3 separate regions of the Mus musculus genome follow, and all the other regions are linked to region 2. A link is a contact called in public Hi-C and HiChIP or PLAC-seq data. All regions are on one chromosome and are shown on one strand. The core of a region is the stretch at or near the end of the contact, and the rest is flanking DNA. Distances in the headings are between cores, read along the strand shown.

The links. Hi-C and Micro-C count contacts between places; a contact is called where the count stands out from the background. HiChIP or PLAC-seq counts read pairs in DNA pulled down with a chosen protein or histone mark.
Region 1: a contact with region 2 is called in a BATF HiChIP or PLAC-seq map of CD8 T cells, with 12 read pairs. The contact joins two enhancer-like sites. A contact is called at or near these places in 3 of 115 datasets of contacts at active chromatin or transcription factors (CD8 T cells, large pre-B cells and pro-B cells) and 1 of 9 other capture datasets (adipose tissue).
Region 3: a contact with region 2 is called in a Hi-C map of the N1E-115 cell line, with 3 times the contacts expected there. The contact joins two enhancer-like sites. A contact is called at or near these places in 1 of 484 Hi-C or Micro-C datasets (the N1E-115 cell line), 2 of 115 datasets of contacts at active chromatin or transcription factors (embryonic forebrain and embryonic stem cells) and 1 of 9 other capture datasets (embryonic stem cells).

What each region holds. Positions count from the first base shown.
Region 1 is chr17:52,122,565-52,127,043 of GRCm38.p6, forward strand. No RefSeq gene overlaps it. Among named protein-coding and RNA genes, the nearest start is that of Gm19585, 24 kb to the right of the region's middle. Within about 2 kb of position 2,982, at least 8 of the 459 cell types and tissues checked have an H3K27ac peak or open chromatin away from gene starts, as enhancers often do. A contact at or near this core is called in CD8 T cells, where this site is marked.
Region 2 is chr17:51,805,625-51,810,176 of GRCm38.p6, forward strand. Satb1 (special AT-rich sequence binding protein 1) reads right to left here. Exons shown (of 11, transcript NM_009122.2): 2 at 3,419-3,663. The coding sequence starts at 3,629. Among named protein-coding and RNA genes, the nearest start is that of Satb1, 25 kb to the right of the region's middle. Within about 2 kb of position 2,032, at least 37 of the 459 cell types and tissues checked have an H3K27ac peak or open chromatin away from gene starts, as enhancers often do. A contact at or near this core is called in CD8 T cells and the N1E-115 cell line, where this site is marked.
Region 3 is chr17:51,496,301-51,500,459 of GRCm38.p6, forward strand. It overlaps the pseudogene Gm46574. Among named protein-coding and RNA genes, the nearest start is that of Gm31143, 36 kb to the right of the region's middle. Within about 2 kb of position 2,136, at least 1 of the 459 cell types and tissues checked has an H3K27ac peak or open chromatin away from gene starts, as enhancers often do. A contact at or near this core is called in the N1E-115 cell line, where this site is marked.

The DNA of each region.
Region 1 (4,479 bases), core at 1,732-4,231, 320 kb after region 2:
TTGGATGTAGCACTACCTGAGGACCCAGCAATACCATTCCTGGGCATATACCCAGAAGATGATTTAACATGTAATAAGGACACATGCTCCACTATGTTCGTTGCAGCCTTATTTATAATAGCCAGAAGCTGGAAAGAACCCAAATGTCTCTCAAAAATGGAATGGATACAGAAAATGGGTGCATTTACACAATGGAGTACTACTTAGCTATTACAAACAATGAATTTATGAAATTCTTAAGCAAATGGATGGAACTAGAAAATATCATCCCGAGTGAGGTAATACATTCAAAAAAGAACACACATGGTATGCAGTCACTGATAAGTGGATACTAGCCCAGAAGCTTGGAATACCCAGGATACAATTCACAAACCACATGAAACTCAAGAAGAAGGATGACCAAAGTGTGGATATTTCGGTCCTTCTTAGAAGGGGGAACAACATACCCATGGGAGGAGTTACAAAGATGAAGTGTGTAACAGAGGGAAGGAAAGGTCATCCAGAGACTGCCTTGCCTGGTGATCCATCCCATGTACAGTCACCAAACCAACACTATTGTGGATGTCAACAAGTGCTTGCAGACACAAGCCTGATACAACTGTCTCCTCAGAGGTTCTGCTAGTGCCTGACAAATACACAGGTGGATCCTCTCAGCCAACCGTTGGACTGAGCACAGGGTTCCCAATGGAGGGGCTAGAGAAAGGATCCAAGAAAATGAAGGGGTCTGCAGCTCCACAGGAGGAACAACAATATGAACCAACCAGTACTCCCAGAGCTCCCAGGGATTAAACCACCAACCAAAGAGTACACATGGAGGTATCCATGGCTCTAGTGTCATATGTAGCAGAGGATGGCCTTGCTAGTCATCAATGGGAAGAGAAGCACTTGGTCCTGTGAAGGCTGTATGCCCTAGTGTAGGGAAATGTCATGGCCAGGAAGTGGGAGTAGGTGGGTTGATAAGCATGGGGTGGGGGGTGGGGGTAAGGAGATAATTATCTAATAACATTAAACCCTATAGCTAATCATGACTTAAGTCAGAAATTCTAGAAATCACATACATTCATATGCGTGAGTATTCGATTGCTTGTCCTGTCTTGTCTGTGTGGGACCATTGCATAGTAGATGATAGCAGTGCTCACATGGGAACACTGTGTGGTGGATCATAGTAGTGCACACACGAGAGCACTGCCTAATGGATGTTTGTAGTGTACACATTACATTTTTGAAGACTGAGCAAGAGGCTGCAAGCTTAACCTCTGGGTGACAGAGGCAGCAGAGTTTCAGGCAGTTTGTATTTGGGAAACAGCTTATATGAGCATGGTGCCTAAGAAGCATTTCATGGAAGGCCTCTGCTGACATACGGCTGGGACTAAGGGAACCTGGAAAGAGGTAGTAACAACCAAGGGACACGCAGCAGGATTGTGTCATCCTTGGAGCTCAAGAGATAAACAACATTAGTGGAACACCATAAGATGACCCATAGCTAAGAGCTCTGCTCCAGAAACTATGACCTTAAAAATGTAATGCAAAAAATGTGTGCTGTGCTGCAAGTCAAAGGATCACAGCTTCCTCTTTTGGCCTCAGTCCTTCAGCAGGGCCACTTCTTAGTAAAATTAATTTGTAATAAAAGGACAAAGTACTCAACTGGGTAGAAATTAGCCTCCTGGAACAGAAGAGAGGACAAGGGACTGGAGAGTGTACTGAAAGGGCACAGAATGTGAGTTCTGATCAACTTTGAAGTGTTGAGTCTTAGAGCAGGTAGAACATCTTGCCAAATACTAATCTTTTATAGCTGCATGTGTTGGCAAAGTACATGCCCCAAACATTTCCAGATTCACCAGTACTCCATTTTATATAGATCAAATCTCAATTTTTCTTTTGAGACAAGGTTTCACATAATGCAGGGTAGCCTTGAACTTACTGTACTGTTAAAACTAACCCTGAATTTCTGATCTTCCTGTCTCTACCTCTCAAGGGCTGGGGTTATACGTGTGCACTACCATGTGTGGTTTCAGATATGATAATTTTGTTGTAAAGGGTACAATACTGTTGAGAGTCAGTTTTGCTATATGTCTTAAAAGCACAAACATAGTGAAGTAAATTAATAGTTAAAATTGTTATAAGGCTGAGTAGTTTTAATATCTTCCATATTGTACCTAAAAGACTATAACTGACTTGTAAAGCATAAGAATTACAGTTATTTGTAACAAATTGCTATTGCAAGACTAAAATGTAACAAACAGGGCATTGAGCAATAGCTTAGTTGTTTAGAGCACTTGCTGTTCTTTAAGAAGACTTTAAGAAGCACTGGTATGGTGGCTCAAAGCTATCAGAAGGGCTTTGGAATTCAATTTATGCTCAGCATGCTCAAGGATTGAGTCAAAACTCAATTATCCATTGGGTCAATCACTGACTCATAGGAGTTGGGAGAACAGAATCCTAGGTTCTTTTCCCTGGGTGAGGTAACTTTGAGGTTATAGCCCACACAGGTTCTCAGCATCCTCCAGTAGAATCAAGCTCCTACCCACCCTGAGAAGTCTTATCCCATAACTTTCTACTGACTATCTGTCTTTTATCTCTTTATTCCCTTCCTCTTCTAGAACTTTCTAGAATCACCTCACTCTGAAGTACATGGACCCGTCTTTCGAATCCTGCTTCTGGGAAAAATGTAAATGAAGACAAAGATGCAGATGAGTTCTAGCCCATGTGTGTTTCCACGCATAGATACGAAACCCCAGCCTCAGCCTTTGCCTTTGAGTGACTTGTGGCTCTTTTATGTATTTCTAATGGCTGTTTACTGTCAGGGGCTGGAGGAGGGACACAAAGCATTTCCAGCATCCCTTATATACCTTGTGGTTGGTTCACAGCCCTCGGCAGCACGCATCCCTAGTCCCAAGATCTCCTGCTGACTTTGAGCTGCCGCTTGTGTAGGAGGGTGGTGAGTAGAGACTGCAGCTTCAAAGCTTCAGAGGTGCAATCATAGGGGAAATTCTGTGGTACGCCTTTTCACCCAGCTGACAGGAATCTAGATTCTCTGACATCTTCTTTGACATTTGTTTGCTTTCTCATGTTTGTAGCTCCAACATATCTTTTTTTTCACAGATTTGATTTTGTCTGTGAAATTTTTCCTGAAAACACTTTCATAGCTTGAGGATCCTCAACACCAGCACCCGGAATTGACTTTCATTCATAGAATTTGTCAGTCGCAGGAATCCTATTTTTTCTTTAATTTTATCTAAGAAAACAAGGTATGTGAGGTGGGAGATTTTCACCTGCTTTATTCCTGCCTATATTCATGGGAGGAATTCAGTTGATATTCATTGAAAAAACAAATCATTTAGATACCGAAGGCAGCATACATGTCTGTAAATGGCTAAGTCCACACATGGGGACCCTGAAAAGCTGCTGAGTCAGTTGTCTTTGTGGTGTATTTGCCTGAGTCATATTCTAGAGCACCAGGCTGTGCTAGGAGACAATGATCATTCTAGAAATAGAAAATCATTTGGACATCCTAATCTGACTATTGAATACGCAGAGCATGGTTTCTGCAGCCTATTAAATTGCTGATGATCTATAAAGACTATAGACTGACTTGGAATTTAGTGTGTTTTAGGACCCCAGAAATTTCAAAGTGCTCCAAACAAGTAAACACGGAATATCAAGTTGTATTTAGCCACTATATATCCTACATATTCTGCTTTGTTTCGTGGATTTGTTGGGTCTCATGGATAAGAGTCCTCCTGTTTATTTTTTTTTGCAGCTCAAGATTTTTCCTCTTGTATGTTGATAAATACCTTGTGGTTCCCTACAATATAACACCCGGTCTCTTAGTATTTTTGTTGCTATGATAAAATACTCTGAGCAAAAGCACCTGATGGAAGGAAAGGATTTGTTTGGCTTAAACTTCTGGGTCATAGTCCATCCCTGAGGGAATTCAAGACAGAAACTCATGCAGAGTTTGAAGTAGAAACCATAGAAGAATGGTGCTTACTGGCCTATTAACTTATGCTTAGGTAGCTTTTTTTTGTACAGCCCAAGGACACGTGCACTAGAAACAGAGCAGCCCACATCAGGATGGGTCCTCCTACATCAATTAATAACAAAGACAATCTCTCACAGACATGTGAATAGGCCAATCACATCTGAGCAATGCCCCAGCTGTGTCTCCATTCTTGTGACTCAAGGTTGTGTCATGTTGGGAGTTAAAGATTTTGGGATACTCACAATTGGACAGAAATAGACCACAGAAATCCACAGTGGAATTAAGTCTCTCCAAACCTTTATGCTGAATATTAAAAACTCAGGATGGAGAGATGGTTTTGCCATTAAAGACTAGGCTCACAATCCAAAATTCAGATAGTATCTTTATATTCTATGATAGTCTGAACATAGGAAAATATAGGTTGGTAAATTTCTGGGAGCTTACAAGAGCAGAATGGGAAGGAAAAAATCGACAAGAATAGCTCACAGGGGGCCCTA
Region 2 (4,552 bases), core at 782-3,281:
TTTTAATAGTGCATCTTCCAAAATCAGTGAACGCAGAATTACTTTTCTGATCGAACAGTAATGCTGACGAGAGACAGATAAGTGTCTGGTCTGATTTGCTTTAACTGCTACGCAAACAGAACCCACTGCAGTTGTCTTCGAAGAGCCCACCTTCTTCCTGCATACACACTTCTGTTAATAACAAGCTTTACCTGCTTGCGCCCAAATTATCTGACTAGACAATGATTTTTCTGCCTGGTTTTCAGCATTTCCTCTAACTGGTTCCACAAAAGAAACACAAAACGTAACCACATCGGTGCTCATAGGCACTGTTTGAATGTACAGAACAAACAAAACAGAATACTTCTATCTATGACTACCCATTTCATCTATCCAGGAAAAAGCCATTGACAGCAGCCATAAGTCTTTAACGTTAACAATTTCTGCTGCAGTTAAATATGGTAAAAATGACAGAGTGTGAAAGGAAAGCTGGCCTTCCTGCGATCCAGGAGAGGCAGGCTCTGCGTGGGGTCTGCTGCTTCTCTGTTGGCACCCAGTCCAAGAGCTCAGTGACACAGGCCACAGGACTGTTGGGAAGGAGATTTGGCCCAGAAGCCGGAGTCCACCTGCAGTGGCACTCAAGGTATTAATGCAGTACGCTGTCAGACTTCCAACAGTTCCAGAAAAGGGTTAAAAACAGATGCATCTGAGCAGTACTGTGGCACACTGCCAGGAGAGTATCATCTTTAGCATAAATGATGACAAGGGTTACTTTAACAGGGCACCCAGGATCCCCAATTAGTTCCACAGTATCCCTGCCTGCGTCGGCTCTATACTCTGGACTTGTACTGGACTGGCAGAACCCTAACTTCTGAGGGTGTCAGCTGCCCATCCCCTGCTCTGAGGATCGGCATGACATTTCCCTACTGCCTGAGAGGCCCTTTACAAATCCTCTATTTGCTGGTTTCTGCTGAACAAAAGCCGGCCATAAAACAGCTCCATCTTTCCACATGTGTGTCTTCACCTAAGCTCTGCGAAACCATTCACAGGAGACTCCAGCTCTGACAATTAAACCAACCCCTTTAGGTTTACTTAGAAAAGCTCACAAACTCGTTGGGAAGTACCAGCAGGCTAGGCATGAAACACAAGCCGCAGAGCTTGCCAATATTCTTGTCATTCATTCAGCTGTTTTATACCAGAGAGAGAACCCGTCAGGGATCAGAAGAGAACTTGGGGAGACCGCAGCAAAAATAGCAATATGCAAACTGGTGATTTCTTCCTTGGCTTGAAGGTATTTTGGCAAAATCTCTTAAACAAATAAAAACACCCAACCCCTTTTTCTTAGTGCTTTCTCAGCTTAGCCACAATTTTTATCTAGCACCTGTCAAACAGAAACCAAGCACATGAAAAATAAGATTAAAAAAAATAATAAAAAAACAAAACCTCCCAAAAGACTTCTGATTTTTTTTTTTTTTTGCTGTTTGTTTTGAGCGCAGACCCTCCTAGAATTAAAATGTATTTCTTAGATATGTAATTTTGAATGCAATGCATTTCTTAAAGCATTTGAGGAGTGAGATGACCACACTCTAGCTCTTAGCTCCTTCTCCTCACTACTGATGTCTGAGGAGTTGGGGTTTGCAAGCCAAAATCACGTATACTGCATTTTCCTCTCATGGAATCAGAGGTGTCAAATAGCTTTTCAGACCTCTGCTCTATGAAATAAGTGAAACCTTTTCAAACCACTGAAACAGCCTGGATTGACTCTGTGTTTAATTGATCGAATTTAAAGGTGCCTTATAGATAATAAAGGTGGCTGCGATACGGTAGCAACAGGATCATCTAATTACAAATCCGGTGCTAGATCGTCTTGAGAACTGTCACGGTTGCCCTCCTGTTACTAGGAGTAATGTTAAACAGGAGCCTTCGCTGGACTGCCTGATTATTCAAGCTGGTGTTTGGCCAGACTTCCAACTACTGCAACTTCATAGCCTTCCTGCATTAGACAGGGAGCACTGGTCACTGCTGCAAGCTAAAAATACCACATGATTTAAACCTGAAGGCAGTCTTAGAGGCTTTTGCTGGAGGTTCATGAGCCTGTGTAAACAGCACGGCAGCCATAAGGAGCAGGGAAGTCTGTAGAATCCTTGTCTAAAACTGTCCTGGCATTAAAGTTTGCTGTGCAAATATCACATAATACCAGAGACAGCTGAAATCTCCTATTTAGGAATTTATGGAACTTGTGTGTTTGCAGGCGTCAGAAAGTCTTTTTTTATAGAGCCTCAGCACTACACAGTACAATATTAATGCACTCTGTTTGAAAAGCCATAATAAATTATATTTTTAATGCTCTTACCCTGGCTTAAAGATGCATACATTCTTGGCAAACAATCAATAAATAGGGTAATCATGAGTAGAGGCCAAAGAATTTGCTGAAGGGCTGTTTTTCCATTTTTAATAGATAAAGATCTAACAATACGGAGTGCTGTGTCTGTTTATTTCAGGATCAATATATTCTTTGTTTTCGCCAAACCAAGGAAAAAAATAAATGATTGTATGATAAATATGATAAATGTTATGCATCAAACACAATGAAATTCCTCGGCCTCCTAACTTTCTCTGCTTAGTATTCGTGCTGAGTAAAAGATGGCATTATTATTCTTTGCTTAGCAAATGCAGAAAAAATCTGAGTCCTACATGTTATTCAATGACAAAATAAAGACCCCTGTGAGGCATACAGGGTATTCCACACAGGACCTGACTTGTAGGGACAGCAATGTCTAACACAGGCAAAGTTGTAAAAACTTCATCCATTTAATATTGGTAGAAAAATCACTTGTTTGTATTTTTCCCCTTTACAAACTTGCCTAAATCTTCCTTTCCCTTTACCAAAAATACTCAAAATTAAAAACCAGAATCAGCAAATTGTTTTTAAAAAACAAACTGTTAAATAATAACTTTGCTCTTCAGAAAAATAAAAAGCACAGTAAATTACATCAGAAATCTTTGTTCTCATGTCAGGTCCATGTCCTGAAAATCCCCTTACAGTTAGTAATCTCAGGAAAAACCTATGGTGATTCTCAGACAAGCTCAGTCTCTTACCCAGGATCAGCTCAAACAGCAGCTACCTGCACACCCATAACTGCAGCAGTGTCGCCAAATGGACCTTGTCTAGACGAAGACCATGACACTGAACTCAGACTTTTTACTCTCCAAATATACCAGGGCCTCCAGTCTTAGGAAGAGAGAGGCACCACTCAAAACCAGCACACATGCTTTCAGAACCTGACTGACACCACAGCCCACAATGCCATTTAATTTCCCATCAGAAAGACACCTAGAAAGAGAATATGCCCAGCATGTTCCAGCCCTACACCTCCACACAGGGTGGCCTTGGGCAGACATCAAGCAGCTTTGCAGGATTTGATTGGCGAGTATTTACCTTTCCTAAGGTTGGTTTTCATGAGATGGCCCGAGTGTTTTAAAGGCACTCCCTGCATCTTTCCACCTGTGCTCCCAAGCCTTCCTCTTCCTAGAGGGCTCCCGTTCTGCTCCAGGCGGGCAATCTTGGCGGGTGGACCCTTCGGATCACTCACATTGTTAGACATTTCTGAATGTTCTTTCCCCTGAGTTGCCTCGTTCAAATGATCCATACTCAGTCACTGTCTTACAGATCACCTGCCAGAACTGGAAAAGAAGACGTTATCAGTGGGTGGAGGTCTATAGTTATGCCTGCCCCATACACGTCTCATCCCTAGACATTTCCCTCCACAAACACATCTGTGCAACTATGTAATGATCTAAAAGGCTGTGCTTCTATATAAATCAACAGAAGATTATGGAATCTGTACCAATGTACATGAATTAAAAAGTGATTTCTCATCTAAAACTAGGAGGAAAATGGGCTTACTTTCAGAACAAGGGTAATCACAAGATAAAAAGAAAATAAAAAATTACACTCATGTACTCTCAGTTTTAAAATTAAAAATCCATGACAAACTGATTATAATACATTTAATAAAGGACAGAAGGATTACCAGTGAAAAGACGAAGCTCATTAGAGGCTTACATTCTAACATACATTTCAATCTATGTTATGGACGGAAACCTCAGCAGAGCCCCACACACACCCAAATGCTTTTTAGCTTGCCACTTGGCTTATGAGCTAAGACAGCAAAAAGTTTTCTACTATCTAAGTTTCAAGAGTTCTGTGCTGTTAAAGATCAAGCCCCTGGTCAAACATGTGACTGGATCATGACACCCCCTAAGCACACCCCTAATGGTGTGAAGGGCTTCTTCAAATGGCTGAGGACTTTTAGCAAGACAACTTGTCTTTTGGAGTTAACATTTTATTTAGGTGTCCACTGCTAACTGGATGCTGCCAGTAATTTAAATAGGGAAAAAACCTGAATATATGAAGCTCACAAAAAAATACTAACAGTATTAGTATTGACAAAACACAGTCTCTAGTAATAAAAAGTAATTAGTATGCAAGGGAGTTGGCATCTAATAATTTCAGAAAAATGTTAATTTTCAGTTGTATTAAATATTAGAGTTCAATTCTGAATACTGTTCA
Region 3 (4,159 bases), core at 886-3,385, 310 kb before region 2:
GAATAAGGACAACTATTGTGATTGTAAACGTCATAATCGTGTTAGAGTCACATTTGCCTTTGTTTTAGCCACTAGAAAGGATAAATGAAAACTTACACCATAGAAAAAAGATAGCTATTTTAATGGATAAAAACAATAATATAATTTAGGTCTCTATAATTCAGATGGGATTAATGAAAGAGCTGGTTTTAAAGACCAGATGGGTTTTTCTACTTATTAAACATATATTCACTGCAGTATGTCCTTAGATATTTCTTATAGTATCCTCTCCCCAGTCAGATACAGGAATAGATAGACTCTAGGGATATATTTCTAGGAGATCCTTCCAAATCCCCTTTATGTCCTAGGAACTAGAAATCTTATACCAGGGCAAGCCCGGACCATGTATGAAGGGAACAGTCTAGAATGTATATTTCAGTACCACACAGTCGAACTTCCTGCCTGCCTAATGCAAATGCATCCAGGGCAGCATCGAGATAAAAGTGCCTGCCACACGTTTGTGTCTTCACCTTTCAATTGGAATAAAATGATATGTATTTTACCTCGAATTGTTCGGTTAGAATTGTCAAACTCTAACCCCGGTTTCTTTGTGTTGAAGATAAATCTTCAGGATAGCATGGCCTCAGTGCTTTATCACCTGAAAAAGTCAGAGTGGGGTGGAGAATCCAAGTGGAAAAACAAGACAAACTTTGACTGTCATTGTCTGTGTGAATGACCAAGTTAAAAAAAAAAAAAAAACTTTTTGTATTAAGAAGAGAATGTTGCAAATAAGCTTTTTAATGGAATTCCAGTGCACATAGAACAGCTCAGAGTTGTGTCTGCTTGCATTTCTCTTCCCTGTCCATGTCTGGATGGTATGGAATCTGGCAAGGATAGACTGTATCATCAGTACCCAGCATGGCAACCTGCCTATCAAAGGTGCTGGGCCAGATCTATGAAAATGTATAGGACCTGAGGCCTTAGGAACACAGAGAGAAGCACCTAGGCCCAGTGTTAAAGCTGATGGTTTAAAATATCGACTCAAGTGAGATCGATACCATTCAAATGTGGGCTCATTGGCAATATTTTAAGGGGTCTGAGGACCGTTTGGGAGAATGTTTCTAAAAGGGTTCGGTGGGGTCTCACATAAATATAGCTTTGTAGTGACAGGGGACAAAGTGGGATCACCTGATAAACAGAGAGACAATATGAGGGGCTTTTACTATCTATTCACCTATTAGGAGTTATTGTGGCTTACCTGCCGACTGACAAATTTTTCCAAAGCTGTGGGTTATAAACTAAGAGCGCGGCACCATTTTTTCAAAAGCAGACTTCTGTGAGTCTCTGCAGCATTTCTCCATCAGAACTGGTTTGTCTTAAGTTTTAATGCCTTTAGATTTGTGGTCAAGATTTTTAAAAATCGAGGCATTTCACATATAAATCCATACTTCCAATTTCTCTTGGAGATCTGACAATACTGGGAGACCCCCTTCTGAGCCACTGGCTGTTGAGGTGTGGCCTCGAGCAGCAACAGCACTGCCACCTGGAAACCTATGAGCTCCTATAGGGCAGAGCCAAGAAATCTGTGCATTAACAAGCTCTCCAGGTAATTACACCTTCCCTCGGTCCTGGGGATTGAACCTACCACCACTTCTGTGTTAGATGTCTATTTTCAGCCATCTTATGTTATATGTGTGCATGTGTATACGTGTGTGCTATATGTACTTGTTAGTGTTGGTTTATAAATATGTGCACATGGAAGACTAAGTACTAAGTGTCTTTCCTCGGTCATTCTTTTGGAACTGGAGTTATAGGCAGTTGTGAGCCACCATGTGGGTGCTGGGAACCCAACCCAGGTCCTCTGTAAGAGTAGCAACTTAACCACTGAGCCATCTCTTCAGATATCTTTTCTTTTAAGATTTACTTATTTATTTTTTATGAGTATGTGTAAATGCCTATTGCTATCTCTGTATCTATATGCATGTACACATACATGCATGCAGATAGAGATAGAGGTAGAGGTAGAGGTAGAGGTAGAGGTAGAGGTAGATAGAATAATGTTTTTGCAGGTGCTGTTGGTGGCTAAGAGAAGGCATCAGATCCGCTGGAATTAGCAGCTGTAAGCTTATGGGTTCTGAGACCTGAATCCAGATCCCCTGGGAGAAAAGCAAGTTCTCTTAAGCACTAAGCAATCTCTCAAACCCCCTATCCACTTTTTTTTTTACGTTTTCATTTGAGACATTTAATGTAGTTGAACTCATTTTATAGCCCAGGTAAGGCTTTGAATATACGACCCTCTTGCCTTAGCCTCTTGAGTATCTGGGATTGCAGGCCTGTTCCAAGAGGCCTGGCTCTGCCTGGCGAGTCTCTGCCTTGTTTCATTTGAGAAGCAGCTGAGATTATAACCAGGCGGAGCTTGGTGGCATGCGTTGTATCCTTCCTAAGCTGGCCTGTGCATGTATCTAGTTCGTGAGCTTCTGGAGATTTGAATTCCCTCACCTCACCGCAGAAAGGATCACATAATTTCAAGGTACAAGATTTTTCCTGTCTCCAGTGCGGATCTGAGTTCTTAAAGATCTGAGGTCACTGGGAGAGCTTTAGGAACCCAGGATCATCCCCAGGCATATCAGATCTATTAGCTGCTGCCCATGTGGCAGTATGAGAAAACTCAATTAGTACAAACAGATAAGGGCATATTGAAGTCTTGGGAGAAAGAGAGGCCTGGTTTGAGTCCCTAATGCATACAAGTAAAATGGTTAGATAAAGCTTTATTTAATTACACTACAGGCGGGAAGAGAGTCACAAGGCATCTTGGAGCTTTTAAGTGTGTGTGTTTTAATCAATTTTTCAGAATGTCTGTATGGTTTCTGCCAGTTGCCTGGACAGTCATTAATTACTCAGCCTCACCCTAAAAATAAGCAAGTCTCCATCTCATTACGAGGGAACTTGCTACTAAGGCAGCCTCCATTTGTGGGCTAGGACTGTAAGTCTTCCCAGGTGTGAGCCCCACATAGCTGGTTAGCCTTCTTTTCAGTTTGCTTGCCCAGCTGCTACTCTTAGTAGGTGCGCTTGTCTATGACACATAGATCAGACTTAAATTTTACTTCCAGATTCTAGAGATAATGTTTAGCTTCCTAAAAGAATCATAAAGCGATATATATGAATTAGGGCTTATCAGACATTAATGTCTCTTGCCTTTCCTAGATCCAGGGCTGGTTAAGTGGGGTTCTATGGTCAATTTTAGACAATGGCTTGGATCTTAAATAGAAATCTGTGTGTCTTTAGGTCTGGGGCCATTAAGAGAAGACGAATCTCCATGCCTTTACTTTCTCTGCTTTGGTAACATTAGATAATATATTTGAAGTGATGGACTTGCAGACTAGAGGTCACTTGGTTCTTGTTATGATACCTGAGGTCAAGGACAGCCACCTAACACATGCCAGGCTCGGATGTGATTAAAATTTAAGCCTTTTGCAATCTTGACAAGCCAACTGTCATGACTCAGAGAATCTGGCCTGGCTCACTAACACTTAGGGGTTTCAGTGAAGTCAAAATAAAGGAAAGGGCAGCTTGGAGCTTGCCTGTTGTTTCCCCATAAGGGGAGTGGTCAGCAGCTACACAGCACATGGTCTACCTGGACACAGTAGACTAATTCTCTAGGCAGTGATGATGCCTAAGACGATATGGGAATGATTACTGTGGTTTGTGATAAGTTTTCTAAGGTGGATCAAAACTTTGTTAGTTGCCAGGAGGGGGACTTTGTGTCAAATCCATGGAAAAGAAAGGCTAGGATAAGTGGGCGGAGCCATGAGAAGGACAGAAGTGAGGAACAAGCCAGGGGTAGGAAATGAAAACCTAGAAACCTTGGCCCTAAATACATATGGGTAGAGGGAACTGTCCGAGGAAGGCATATAAAACGAGAAGAGGAGCCAGTATAGATGCCAGAAAGGTACCAGTATTAGAGAGCCATGTGGAAAATGTCACAAAGAGTAAAGGAGATGAGGAGAGAGTGGGGTGCATGGGTGTAGGAAAGTGTTAGAAAAGAAAGTATGCTCAAACTTCTCTGACAGAATTGAGAGTGAATCACCACAGCATGGGGGCGTGGTGGCCTCCACTCCACCTGTCTCAGGACAACAGGGCAGCTGAGTGACAAGATATAGGTGAGCTCTTTTTGGCCTTT